3 separate regions of the Mus musculus genome follow, and all the other regions are linked to region 2. Evidence: chromatin contacts called from public Hi-C and HiChIP or PLAC-seq data. All regions are on one chromosome and are shown on one strand. Each heading gives the region's core, a stretch centred on a gene start, on an enhancer-like site or on the middle of the called end of the contact. The rest is flanking DNA. Distances are from core to core; before and after follow the strand shown.

Region 1 (3,522 bases), core at 396-2,895, 1.1 Mb after region 2:
TTAAAGGAAAGTTTGATCCAAGCCTAATAGCTACCAGCTTATTTACATAGTCTGAAGGCAGCCAGTTTCCAATCTGACAGCCTGTGCAATTCCAGAAAACAAACATAATAGACTAGTTAAGCAATAGGAACCCTTTGCCATACTTAATTTTACTTCCATAAATCTCAAGTTTCTATCTTGAGCCGATCTTTTTGTTTTCCAGCCAAGTTCAAGTTGCAAAACATGTGGGGACTCTAAGGAAGTAGTTGCAGTATATTGTCGAAAAATTCCTGCTTCTCTCTTTTCCCAGTGCCTACACTTGCACTAACGCCCAACTAACTATACAATGTGGTCACATTAAAGATATCAGATTAGAGGGCAAAATTGCTAATTCTTATCTTGATGGTGAACGGACTTGCAATTATAACAAGGCCTCTCAATTTTGATGACTTAAACAAGTGTCCTTTCAATTTATCTCCTAAAACAAAGCAAGATCCGGAACAGAAAGTCTTAACATACAAATACCCCTGCCAGGAGGATTTGTATTTAATATCAGCCTTACAGCCCAGTTTATCTGGTTTAAAGTACAGTGCTTGAGTGTATCCAGAGGGGCAAAGGGCAGGAGCCTTCCAAATAAAGGTCACAGGAGTACAAATATTGGTGCGCACACACGCTCACACCACAGGACGGTGAGTCCTAGAGTGAGCGCCCGGCTCTTTGGCTTTTTGCAGGTCTCGGGTTTGCTCGACCTCGGGTGACACTGAGACAGGAGATATCCATGTGGGCGTTGTGCAAGCTCTGCTAATGAAGCTGACTCGGTTCCTCCTTCCAGATCCCCACACCAGCCCCTCCTCTCAGCACTGCCAGGACCTTTTAAATACGAGGTCCACTGAGATGGCTGCATCTGGAATCGAGACCCCAGGGCGCCCCCAAGTGGCTAAGCAAACACTACAGACTGAAGCTGGAGGCTCCGCCTACCTTCATCCCCTCCCTCTCTTGCACTCTCATTAGCTCTTCTCCGACCACAAGGCAGGTCCCACCCCTGAACCTTGAAGGGAGTACACGCCTAAATTCCTGGCTTACACCCTTTCTGCAACCAGCTTTCCTGCCTAGTCCTTTTACACCCAACACTCAAGAGTTCTGTGCGTCCACCTCAAAGCTAAATTCTCCTCCGCGGGTGCCTTGCCACTTGTCACTGCTTGCAACGTCCTCGCCTCCCAAAGCGATCCCAACCTCGGAAGCGCCCTTCTATACAGATAGGCAAGCAGCACTCTGCTACTCCCATTTCCCTTCTCTACGCCCAAACTCTGGAAGCGTCCCTGAGTGCACCAGGGCCTTGCCACTGAGTTCATCTCTGCACAGCCAAGACCTGGGGTTTCTTCCTTTTTTCTCACTCCAGCTTTCAACGGAATAGTTTAATAGTAAGGGGCGGCGGCTGCCGCTCTAAGCCTTGGGGCACCTGTAGGGAGGGGAAGGAGCGCCCGCTTGCAGCCGGAGGCGCCCCAGCTACTCACCGGCTCACACCCGCGCGTACACACAAGCTGTAATAAGCCGGCCCCAGTTAGATCAGCATCTGCCACAACCTTCGCTCGGAAGCCCAGCGGCAGGGTCAAGGCTGTTTAACTCTTCCCGGCTTTGTCTCCTCCCAGGCCCCACCCCCTCAGCCCACCTCCCGAAGCCCCGCCCCCTCCACGACGCCATTCGCCGCCTCCGACTTTGTGGGGTGGGCCGAGGCATAGATTGAGATTAAGTCTGGGATGCAGCGGTCCGCTGTTCCCGGTGGGGGATGGGACTGCCACGCCGCGGAGATTCCTCGGGAACACCCTGCAGTTGAGGAGCGAGGACGCCACCTACTGACAGGCTATCGGAAGCGCCGAGACCGAGTGTTCTGGGCTCCGCAACAATCTAGGAATCCCAGCGTTGAGTATCCAGGTTCTCTGCAAAAGGTACAAAAGAGGGAGCCCTCCCTAGACTGGATCCCTTCCTGGAGTCTCCGGATGCCTCTTAGAGCTGGACTGTGCCCTTTGAAGAATGTGCATTTGAGGTTTCTTAAAGGCGTGTGAGGACTACAGATTCTACCTTAATGCAAAAGCTAAAACAGAGCGCATTTTCCATTTCAAAATCAAGAACAAACAATACCCTACACACAAATACATATATGAGTAAAACCATTCATATTCTCATGCTGAGGCTTTTACAGAGCTTCACCATTCCACCCCAATAATTCCCTCCACTACCAATGATCCGTATTCCCAACTGTTGCTGTTTATAAATAAGCTTCACTCACCATTTGTCATGGAAGACAGTGAGGTTTATTTTCTGGGTTGCGATGAAGCTGCACTAGAGATACACGATATAAATCTTAGAATTCTAAGAATGGGTTAAACGTATTCCAATCTTTCCAGAGATTTTTCTGTCTGTATTCCTTAGTCTTGAAAAGGAGAACATTATGACTTGTAGGACAATAGGTCATCCTTGATTGGTCAAGATTCAACGCTTCATGGACTTTTAAAACAACCAGCATTGTGTTGAAAAGTTATGAATTCACGGCAGTTAGTAAGATTCATTTTGGACGCTAGAGGGCGCTATGTGGAAAAGGACTCATACGTGGTGTCAGCTGTTAATGTTGATTAACTGGGTATTAGCTGTGACCTCCGTTTATTCCTATAAAATGATTAGAGAGTGTGTGAGTTTATACTTTCACCTCTAATCTCACTTTAAATCACTTTAAAAAACGTTACTTACTACCATCAGGCACATATTGTTTATATTACTAAAAGTAAGTATTCATAGCCATTCTTGTTCCAGAAAGCATTTTAGAATAAATTCAAGAAACGAAGAATAAAACACAATAAGAAGTATTGACTATAGGTGATGGCAAAAGTAAGAAGAATGCATAGGAATACAGAGCCATGGTGAATTTAAATATAAGCATCTTCAACCAAGTTCTAAATATGTGCTAAGCATGGATTGACTATCTGAGACACTGAGATAGGACATATGGCACTTATGTGCATGTCTCCATCTGGAATCCCGTTTTCAAGGGCTGATATGTCAAGTGCACGAGCTGATAGATCACTGAAAGAGAATATTTGTAGATGCTTGGTATTGAATTAAATTATTACAAAATAAGCCAGGTGTAGTGGTGCATGTTTGTATTCCCTACACTTGGGAGGCAGAAGCAGGAGGATTGCCACAAGATCCAGGCTAGCCTTGTCTACATAACGAGCTCCGGTCTGGTCAAACCCCATTTCAAAATCAAGAACAAACAATAGCCTATACTCAAATAAATATATAGGTAAAACCATTCATATTCTCACGCAGAAGGTCTCGTAGAATCGTAAAATAATAAACTTATAGACTAAATGACTGGAAAAATTACAAAACATTAAAAAAATCATTATTGATGTCTAATATGTGAGTGTGGAAATGTGCATGCCATGGCAAGGATGTGGAAGCCCAAGGACAGTCTTGAGATTTGTAGGCTTTGGAGACCAAACAGGTCAGAAGGTCACAAGGCAAGTGCTTTGATCCTCCTGAGCC
Region 2 (3,952 bases), core at 751-3,250:
CAGACACGGGCAGCGAATACCTGGAGGAAAACTCCCGCAGCTACCAGCCAGGCAACAACTAGTAACAATGGCACAGTCTTAAGATTGAGCGCTTTACCACTGGCTCCCTATACCGTGAGCTTAGCATCTCTTCCTAAAGCAGCAACTGTTACATCCCAGCCTCAAGCTGGCAAACCCTGCTTTGGATCCTGGCAAAGGAAACTCAGCCGTTCATTAGCCTTAACAAGCTGCTGTCACTGAGCAGAGAAGTTACATGAGCAGCCACACACCAAGGATCCCAGGGCCCTCCCCAAGGGCAAGGTTTCTCTCTCTCTCTCTCTCTCTCTCTCTCTCTCTCTCTCTCTCTCTCTCTCTCTCTCTCTCTCTCTCTCTCTCTCTCTCCAGGATGGACTGTACAAATTCACACTCTGAACGTGCAAATCCAGACTGTCTTCCTGGACTTTCCACGGTGCACACTGTAGAGTTTTTAAACACCCGTGGTGTCCCTATCCCCAGCCGCCCCGCCCCCACCCACCACCATCTTTCCTGCAGAATGTCCCCCTCAGCACCTCCTAATCGCGGCTGGAAAAACCACTGTTTCCGTAGCAGACCCAGCACTTTCCACTGACCAGCACTTTCTTTATTCCACTTCACAAAGCCCAGTGAACTTGTCCCCAGTCAGGCTTCAACCTCCCGGAGATGCCAAGAGAACTTGGCACCGGTACCCTTTAGCATCCTAGGAGTTTTCTTAACTAGTCCTCTAAGACAAAGTAGGGAAGCAAGGAAGCACACACCACCCTTTGTCCAAGGTGGTGCTAACCTGAGAGGCACCCCAAACAAACAAACAAAAAGCAAGGACACAGTACAGGCTGCTCTCTCTGGAGGCATTAGCTAGAGAAACCATACAATACATTGTCAGCCTAAGAGAGACATATCTTCTCATCTTCCTTGTACATATCCTTAAGCATCTTTTGTCACCTGGCTTCTCTTCGTACAGCTCACCTTGTATCTAAAAATCAAGCTCCTATTCTTTATTGACACTCAGTAAATTACTGGGAAAAACACTCCGTGCTTCCCCCCACCCCCCTTGACGGTCTTCAGGACCAGTTGAAATGGATAAAGCTGATTTAAGTACTAAGGTCAGAACTCCTGCATCTAGGAACGTGGTATCCTGTCAACCATTGCTCGACCACCTTCCCACCCGGCTCCTCCAAACCCGAGAAGTTCGCCAGCAATTCTCTGCTAGGGGACAGCGAGCCGACAACGTGTGCGCAAGGATGTGTGTTGGTGACAGAAATGCAGGCAGCTAGGACCGGCTCAGCTCAACACACTAAGGGGCTAGGGGTGGGTGGAGAGGTAAGCGCATATGATTGTTTCACAAAACATTTTAAACAACACACAGCCAAAAAATAAATAAATAAATAAAAAGAAAAAATTAATTAAAAAAATTTCAACTCAAAGCCCACACCAAACGCAGCCCCTGCGTCTCCGCCGCCGCCACACGATTTACACAAGTAATTTAAATCATTCACCTGCTGCCAGGTCTCCTCCAGGGATGGCAAAGCTGAGAAGTAGCCGGTGTCGTGGACAAGTTGTAGCTCCTGGAATATACTATAACTAGCCAACACGTCCATGCTGCTGCTGCCGGGCAAAACCGGAGGAGAAACCCTCCCCCGAGCTCAGCTGGGTCTGTTTGTTTGTCAGTCTGTCTGGCTCACCCCCCAAGAAGGCAGACATCCAGTGGCCCTTTTGTTTTGTTTTGTTTCAGTCAACTAAAAAAAGGAGAGAAAAAAAATCAATGCAGGAGAGAGGGAGAGAGGAGGTGAGAGAGGAGGGAGAGAGAGGAGGTGAGAGAGGAGGTGAGAGAGGAGCGAGTGAGTGGGGTGGATCGGAGAGAGGGATCCAGCGTGTACAGTGCAGATGACTGCCAGGAAAAGGGGACTTCACGGGAGTAACAATTCCCTTCCAGGGCTCTAATCACTCCAGCGCGTGGATCAGGAAGGGGAACGCAAACTCACTGACACGAAGCTGCCATCTATATCTGCAGCGCTGTTCGCTCCTAATGCAATCTTTGCTCTTTATTTTGGGAGGTTGCATTTTTTTTCTCGCGATCGCTTCTCTCCCCCCCCACCCCTTCCCTTCCCTCCCCACCCCCCACCCCATCCTCGCTAGTTTGTAGTCCCCCCCCCTTGTCTCCTCCTCCTGCTCTTCCCCCTCCCCAAACTCCCTCCCTCCGCCCCGTTTTGCGCGCAGCCGTGGGATCTCGGAGGAGGGCGTCCATTAGGCCGCGTGTGACCATGTAAGGTAAACAGGGGGCTCATGAAGTCACTGAGGACCAATGCGGCACTCGGAGAGGACCATGGGGCGGGGCCTGGCCCCGACGGCAGCCGCCGATTGGCGCGCTGCGGATCTCCCTGCTGCCTTACAAGGCGGTACGAGGCAAGCTATTTTTAGAGGGCTATATAAAGGGGTAGAGGAGTCCGCCAGGCGGCCGGGGAGCTTGAGCGCCAGGGAGTGTTGCTGCGACACTTGCGCTGGCTCCTGGGACGCCTAGGCGGCCGGGTTCGGGCTGCGCGCTGGCCTCCGACCCTCGCTGCAGGGCTCGCCCGAGCCGCCGGCGCCCGTACCCAGTGCAGATCCGAGGGGACGGGTTGCCGCGGTGGCCGATCGGGAGGTGCGGTCCCGGTCCTGGGTTAAGATGCCTCCTGCGGGAGCAGCCGGTAGAGCGGCGGCGCAGCGGTCGGGGGCAAGGAGCTCTTTGCACTCGGCCTTCCGCCAAGCATGGGGAAGAAGGGTAGCAAGGGAGAGCCCAGGCTCAGGACAGCGTCACGTACCCCAGACTAAAGCCCAAAAGCCAGTTCCGAATTCCCCACAGGGTGCCGAAATGAAGTGCCAGAGAGGAAGTGCCTCACAATGGCAGAGAACAAAGGCGAGCTGCACGGAGACTAGCTTGCGCCCGCCCCCGACGCTGCACGCTGTCCCCGCCCCGGCCCGCGCGCCTCCGTGCGCGCCGCCGATCGCCTACCGCCCTCCTTTTCCTCTGAACTGAGCCTAAAACCTGGCCAGGAGTCTGGTGTCCAGCATCTAAGCGTGTGCATGAAAGAGAATAGGGGGAGCGTGGGTCGAATTAGGGTGCAGGCTGGAGCGGGGAGCAGTTAGCTAGCAGATCCTTACAAGAGGTTTATCCAGTAACTTCATGGAGCAGGTATGGAGCAGGGCTCTAAAGATCTCAAGATTCTGCAAGCTCAGAAATGGAAACCTGTGCAATGCACGTGGTTAAGAGTTGCCCATTTGTTTGCTTGACCTTAAATGGCTCGTGTGCCTTCTCCAAAATACACCGAAAGCTGGACTCCTTTAGAATAACTACAGAATTCAGTACTTAGACACGAGAAACGTCCTTATACCTTCAATGGGAGAAATACAATTTAATCGACTCCATATCATTCCTTTCTATTGATAAGAACATTACATTTGTTTCATAAAACAAAAGATCACCCATTTCCCCCAGAGGAAATTAATTACTAAGATTGGAGAAAAGCCGGTTTATTTGCCCTTTAGTGCCTGACATTCTTGTTGGTCAAAGAAACAAAATTCTTTGCATAATTGATGCCTTGCTTACAATGTGCTGCCTCCGATCAGCTCCATGACTTGAGCAAATGGCAGTAAAGGCCTGGGCTTCCCAGGAACAAGAATTCAAATATCTGCCACTCTTGTTAGAAGAAACAAAATACGCCTAGGGTAGTATGTCACTGTTAGGAGGCATTAAATGTTGTTGTCCACTGTCCCCAGACTTTAAGCAAAGAAATTAAATAGCACCTGAACTTATAGTCTCCATAGAGAACAGGCCAGAGTCTAGAAGAAAATAAGATAGCGAAACCTTGCAATAATTTGTTAGGTCTCACCCTGTCCACTCTTCCCCCAACACGATCTGGTTGTAGGGCTTGGGCAGAAATCCACTGAGAGGTCCTAACGT
Region 3 (3,881 bases), core at 235-2,734, 1.0 Mb before region 2:
CCACCCCCAAACTGGAGCAATGAGAACTTTACGCTTCCATAAACCCCCGTGGTTTCTATTCTAGAGTGACACCTAAGGACATCACCTAAACCGAAATAGGCTCAGAACAAATCGGGCATTGCTCCTTGCGCTGCAGGTAGACCTTACTTCCCCAGGCGCCCAGCCCTCCAGGTCCTTCCTCCCAGTTTTGAATGCTCTGTCTGTCAGCCGAGGTCTCCCCCATGGCTTCAGCGTCTGAGTCGGTTCTAACCGGACAAGTGACCAACTAAGAGGGGTAAAGTCCTACCACGGAGGGCAGGGGACTGCTCCAGAAGCCTGCCTGGTCCTGCCCCTCTCCCTGACAGTTTGCTCTCTGCTCTCTTCTTAACTACCTTCCTGCCGGAGCTGTCCAGAGAGGGAGACTGAGGACCCAAAGGAGTCCGGGAGAGAAGGTGGGGGTAGTAATAAAGACACAAGTAGCACCCCCACAGCTCCTTGGTGGGGTGCTGGGTTTTTTAAAAAGGGGGGAGGAGGGGAGGCCGATGGACCCTGACTTTGCAATAGAAACAGCACCTGAATCTACCTCCTCCCTTCCCCACCCCCGAAAGCCCAGTCACTAACTAATAAAGCTAAGAAAAACCCCTTGAAAACTTTTCCAAACCGGAAGAGACGGCTTCTCCCCGGGCCCTGGAGCTCTTGGGGAATGGGCTGGAGTTGGCAGCCCCGTCGGGGATCGCGGGGAGCGGGGTGGGGCGCGGCGCGGGCGAGGGGTGCAGGGGCGGAGTACCTTGAACGGACAGGAACTGGCAAAGAGTTTCGAGCCAGCCGAGTGCTCGCCCCCCGAAGCCCTCGGGGGTCCCGGGCGCTAGGACCGGGGCTCCCCGGAGAGAAGGCGGCCTCCAATTCGGGCCTAAAAGGAAACTTTCCGGGCCGCGGCTGCACCTGACTCCTCGCCGCCCCTCCACCCCACGCCCGCCAGGCCGCCCGCCCCGCCCCGGCCAGGCCGCCCAGAGCGCCGTGGAGCGGGGGGGATAAACAAACCCAACAGTTACCGGAATCCGGGGGGCCCCGTCTGCGCGATGCCCGGGGACGGGGTGCTGCCGCACGGTCCCCACTCCGAGGCCCCGTCGCCCCGGTCCCCGCCGCCCAGCCCTCCGTCCCGCGGGAGAGCTTGGGGCCGGCGCAGGATGCAGCCCGCCCGCCCGCCCCGAGGCCCCGGGGGACCCCAGGGGCGCGGGAGGCCTGTGGCGCGGGGGCAGGGCGCGGCCGCCGCGGGGCCCGAGGCCTAGGGCGCCCCCCCTTCCGCAGCACTCCTGGGGCCCGGCCCGCGCAGGCCGCGCCGCTCGCCGCGCTCAGGCCGCCGCCGGAACCCCCGCCGACGCTGCCCGCGGGCGTCCCCGAGGCCCCCGGTGCCCCATCCCCCGCCACCCCAGCGCCGGCCCCACTCACCCTTTCATTCTCCGCCCGCGGCCTGGCGTGGGCCGGCGAATCCCCGGCCTCACGTAAGCGCGCTCGCCGCCCGCCCTGCCTACGCGGCCCAGCCCGCCGCCCTACGGGAGCCCGGGGATGTGGGCCGGGCCTGGGGCCGCCTCTGCTTACCTTTCAGCTGCTTTTTTTTTTTTTTTTTTTTTTAATTTTTTTTTCCTCCTTCCTCCCCCTCAACCCCCCCTCCCTCGCCTAGGCTGACAGATCAGAGAGGCGCTGGCAGTGGACTTAGGGAGCTCGGCTGCTACTGCTCCCTCCCTGGGCTTCGGCAAGAGTCTTTCCCTGTCTAACACGAGGGGTGAGGATCATATTTTTATTTTGGAAACTAAAAAGTGCTCCCAGGGTCGGTGATCATTAAGGGGAAATCCCTGAATATACTCTCCAGCCAAGAAGGCAGGGCTGCCCGCCTGCACTAGAAGAGGCAGCAGCCTCCTACAGCACCACTACAGGCACCGCGAGGACATAACACCACAGAGCAGTTCCTCTGCCCTCCGAAACGACAACTTTCCTACCATCTTGGAGGCAGAGGAGAGAGGGGCCAAGGGGAGAAGTGCACCGGCTCCAGCCAGATAAAGTCCAAATTTCTACCTCTCATCGCTGGAAAAAAGCCCATACTTGAGAAAAAGCAGGGAAGAAACAGAAAGGAGGTCGTGTGCTCCGTGGTGGGGAATGTTTCTGCACCTTCTGATGGAAAGAAATCTTTACAAGACACAGGTTTTACGATATTATTGTTTTCCATGTTAACTTTTTCCATAAGGGTGACAGTGGCAGCTTACTTTTTTTTTTCTATTTTTTTTTCTTTTTTTCAGGCTAATAATGATTTTTCTCTATGGCAGGTCCAAGTTCTGTATCTGGTGGCCAGTCTGTAAATTGGCACTTGAGAGACTTAGAGGTCACGGTATTGTCTTTATTTAATGCTCGTTTATGTTGTATGTATTCGTACTTATGGTTTCATGTATTAGAGGTAAGATTTTGTGGTTTTGGTATCTGAGGAACTGAGGCTGCTGAGAGTCAATTGTAAAGAGATGGCTTTTGTCTTCTCTCAGAGCAATGTAAGTAAAACCTATTGACTGCCCAGAAAGGCATAATACAGCTGTTTATTTTTCACGGTGCAAATAGAAGTAGTGTGTATTTAAACTCTCAGGACAGCTGAGCAAGCCAGTTCATCTATCAGCCCAAGAAGAAAGATGACTCCTATAAACCTAGCAACAGATTGAAAGATGCCTTGGATTTTCTTCAAGTAAAATTATTTATTAAGAATTATATCTAGAATTCCATTTCTGTTATTTTCTTTTAGTTTGCATAGATTGATGAATGTCTAGGCCTTTGGTACATTGCATACTTTGCTGCCTGCTTCTTGGAACACAGAATTGAGGGGTAGGCTTCTCTTCCCTAGTGTTGGAATGTTCAGAACTTCCGGTGTAGTGTCAGCCTGTTGAGCGACTTTGTACATTGCAAAGATGTAATAGGTTTACTTTTTTTAAGTGATTTTTTGTTTTATGTACATTGGTGTTTTGCCTGCGTGTATGGCTGTGTGAGGGTTTTAGATGCCCAAGAACTGGACTTACAGACAGTTGTGAGCTGCCATGTGGCACTTGAGCTGGGTCCTCTGGAAGATCAGCCAGTGCTCTTAACCACTGAGCCATTTGTCCAGCCCCAGAATCTCCTCCCTTTCTTTCTTTCTTTTTTTTTTTTTTAATGAACAAACTTTAGCACATAAACAGGATCAAAGAAAAAGTGCACCAGGCATGGAGACAGCCAGCTGCTGCTGCAGCCTGACATGTCCATGGCGGAGGTGTTAGGAGAAGTAGGAACTAGCCAGGCTTTTTGTATGTTGCAAGGGAATTAGGGATGCTCATTTAAAATTCATTGCAAAGCATTTTAGGTGTAATTGATGTTTAAAATGCCTATTTCTGAGTTATAACTTTTTTTTAAAAAATATTTATTTATTATATGTTAAGTACATTGTAGCTGTCTTCAGACACCCCAGAAGAGGGCATCAGATCTCATTAGGGATAGTTGTGAGCTACCCATGTTGCTGCTGGGATTTGAACTCAGAACCTTTGGAAGAGCAGTCAGTGCTCTTAACTGCTGAACCATCTCTCCAGTCTCCGAGTTATAACTTTAAGATGAATTCAGATACTATTTGTCTGGGGAGCTTTATTATCTAAATTTGAATATAAAACCTTCTGTGAGTTTTTCCTCCTTCATTGGTGGGAAAAACTGTGGGCATTAAAATTAACTAGTTCCTCTCACGTTGGAAGTCTTACTTGTGAGGTTGTGTGATATTTACATTTTTAAAAATTTATTAGGTATTTTCTTCAATTACATTTCCAATGCTATCCCAAAAGTCCCCCACACCCTCCCCCGCCCCCAGATATTTACATTTTTGTTGGTTTGGTTTGGTTTGGTTTGTT

The links. Hi-C and Micro-C count contacts between places; a contact is called where the count stands out from the background. HiChIP or PLAC-seq counts read pairs in DNA pulled down with a chosen protein or histone mark.
Region 1: a Hi-C map of natural killer cells shows a contact between it and region 2, with 7 times the contacts expected there. The contact joins the promoter of Idh1 here to the promoter of Klf7 in region 2. A contact is called at or near these places in 1 of 39 promoter capture datasets (pre-B cells), 11 of 484 Hi-C or Micro-C datasets (CD4 T cells, LSK cells, embryonic stem cells and 7 more) and 7 of 115 datasets of contacts at active chromatin or transcription factors (T-cell acute lymphoblastic leukemia, astrocytes, embryonic stem cells and 3 more).
Region 3: an H3K27ac HiChIP or PLAC-seq map of microglia shows a contact between it and region 2, with 5 times the contacts expected there. The contact joins the promoter of Ino80d here to the promoter of Klf7 in region 2. A contact is called at or near these places in 1 of 39 promoter capture datasets (pre-B cells), 3 of 484 Hi-C or Micro-C datasets (CD4 T cells, embryonic stem cells and regulatory T cells) and 1 of 115 datasets of contacts at active chromatin or transcription factors (microglia).

Annotation. Positions count from the first base shown.
Region 1 is chr1:65,177,497-65,181,018 of GRCm38.p6, forward strand. It overlaps Idh1 (isocitrate dehydrogenase 1 (NADP+), soluble), which reads right to left and starts at 1,646. Exons shown (of 9, transcript NM_010497.3): 1 at 1,494-1,646.
Region 2 is chr1:64,119,389-64,123,340 of GRCm38.p6, forward strand. It overlaps Klf7 (Kruppel-like factor 7 (ubiquitous)), which reads right to left and starts at 2,001. Exons shown (of 4, transcript NM_033563.2): 1 at 1,512-2,001. The coding sequence starts at 1,613. Gm35880 (a long non-coding RNA gene) reads left to right here and starts at 2,179. Exons shown (of 3, transcript XR_373464.4): 1 at 2,179-2,283.
Region 3 is chr1:63,112,783-63,116,663 of GRCm38.p6, forward strand. It overlaps Ino80d (INO80 complex subunit D), which reads right to left and starts at 1,485. Exons shown (of 12, transcript NM_001114609.1): 1 at 1,429-1,485. It overlaps Ino80dos (INO80 complex subunit D, opposite strand), which reads left to right and starts at 1,689. Exons shown (of 4, transcript NR_045915.1): 1 at 1,689-1,762.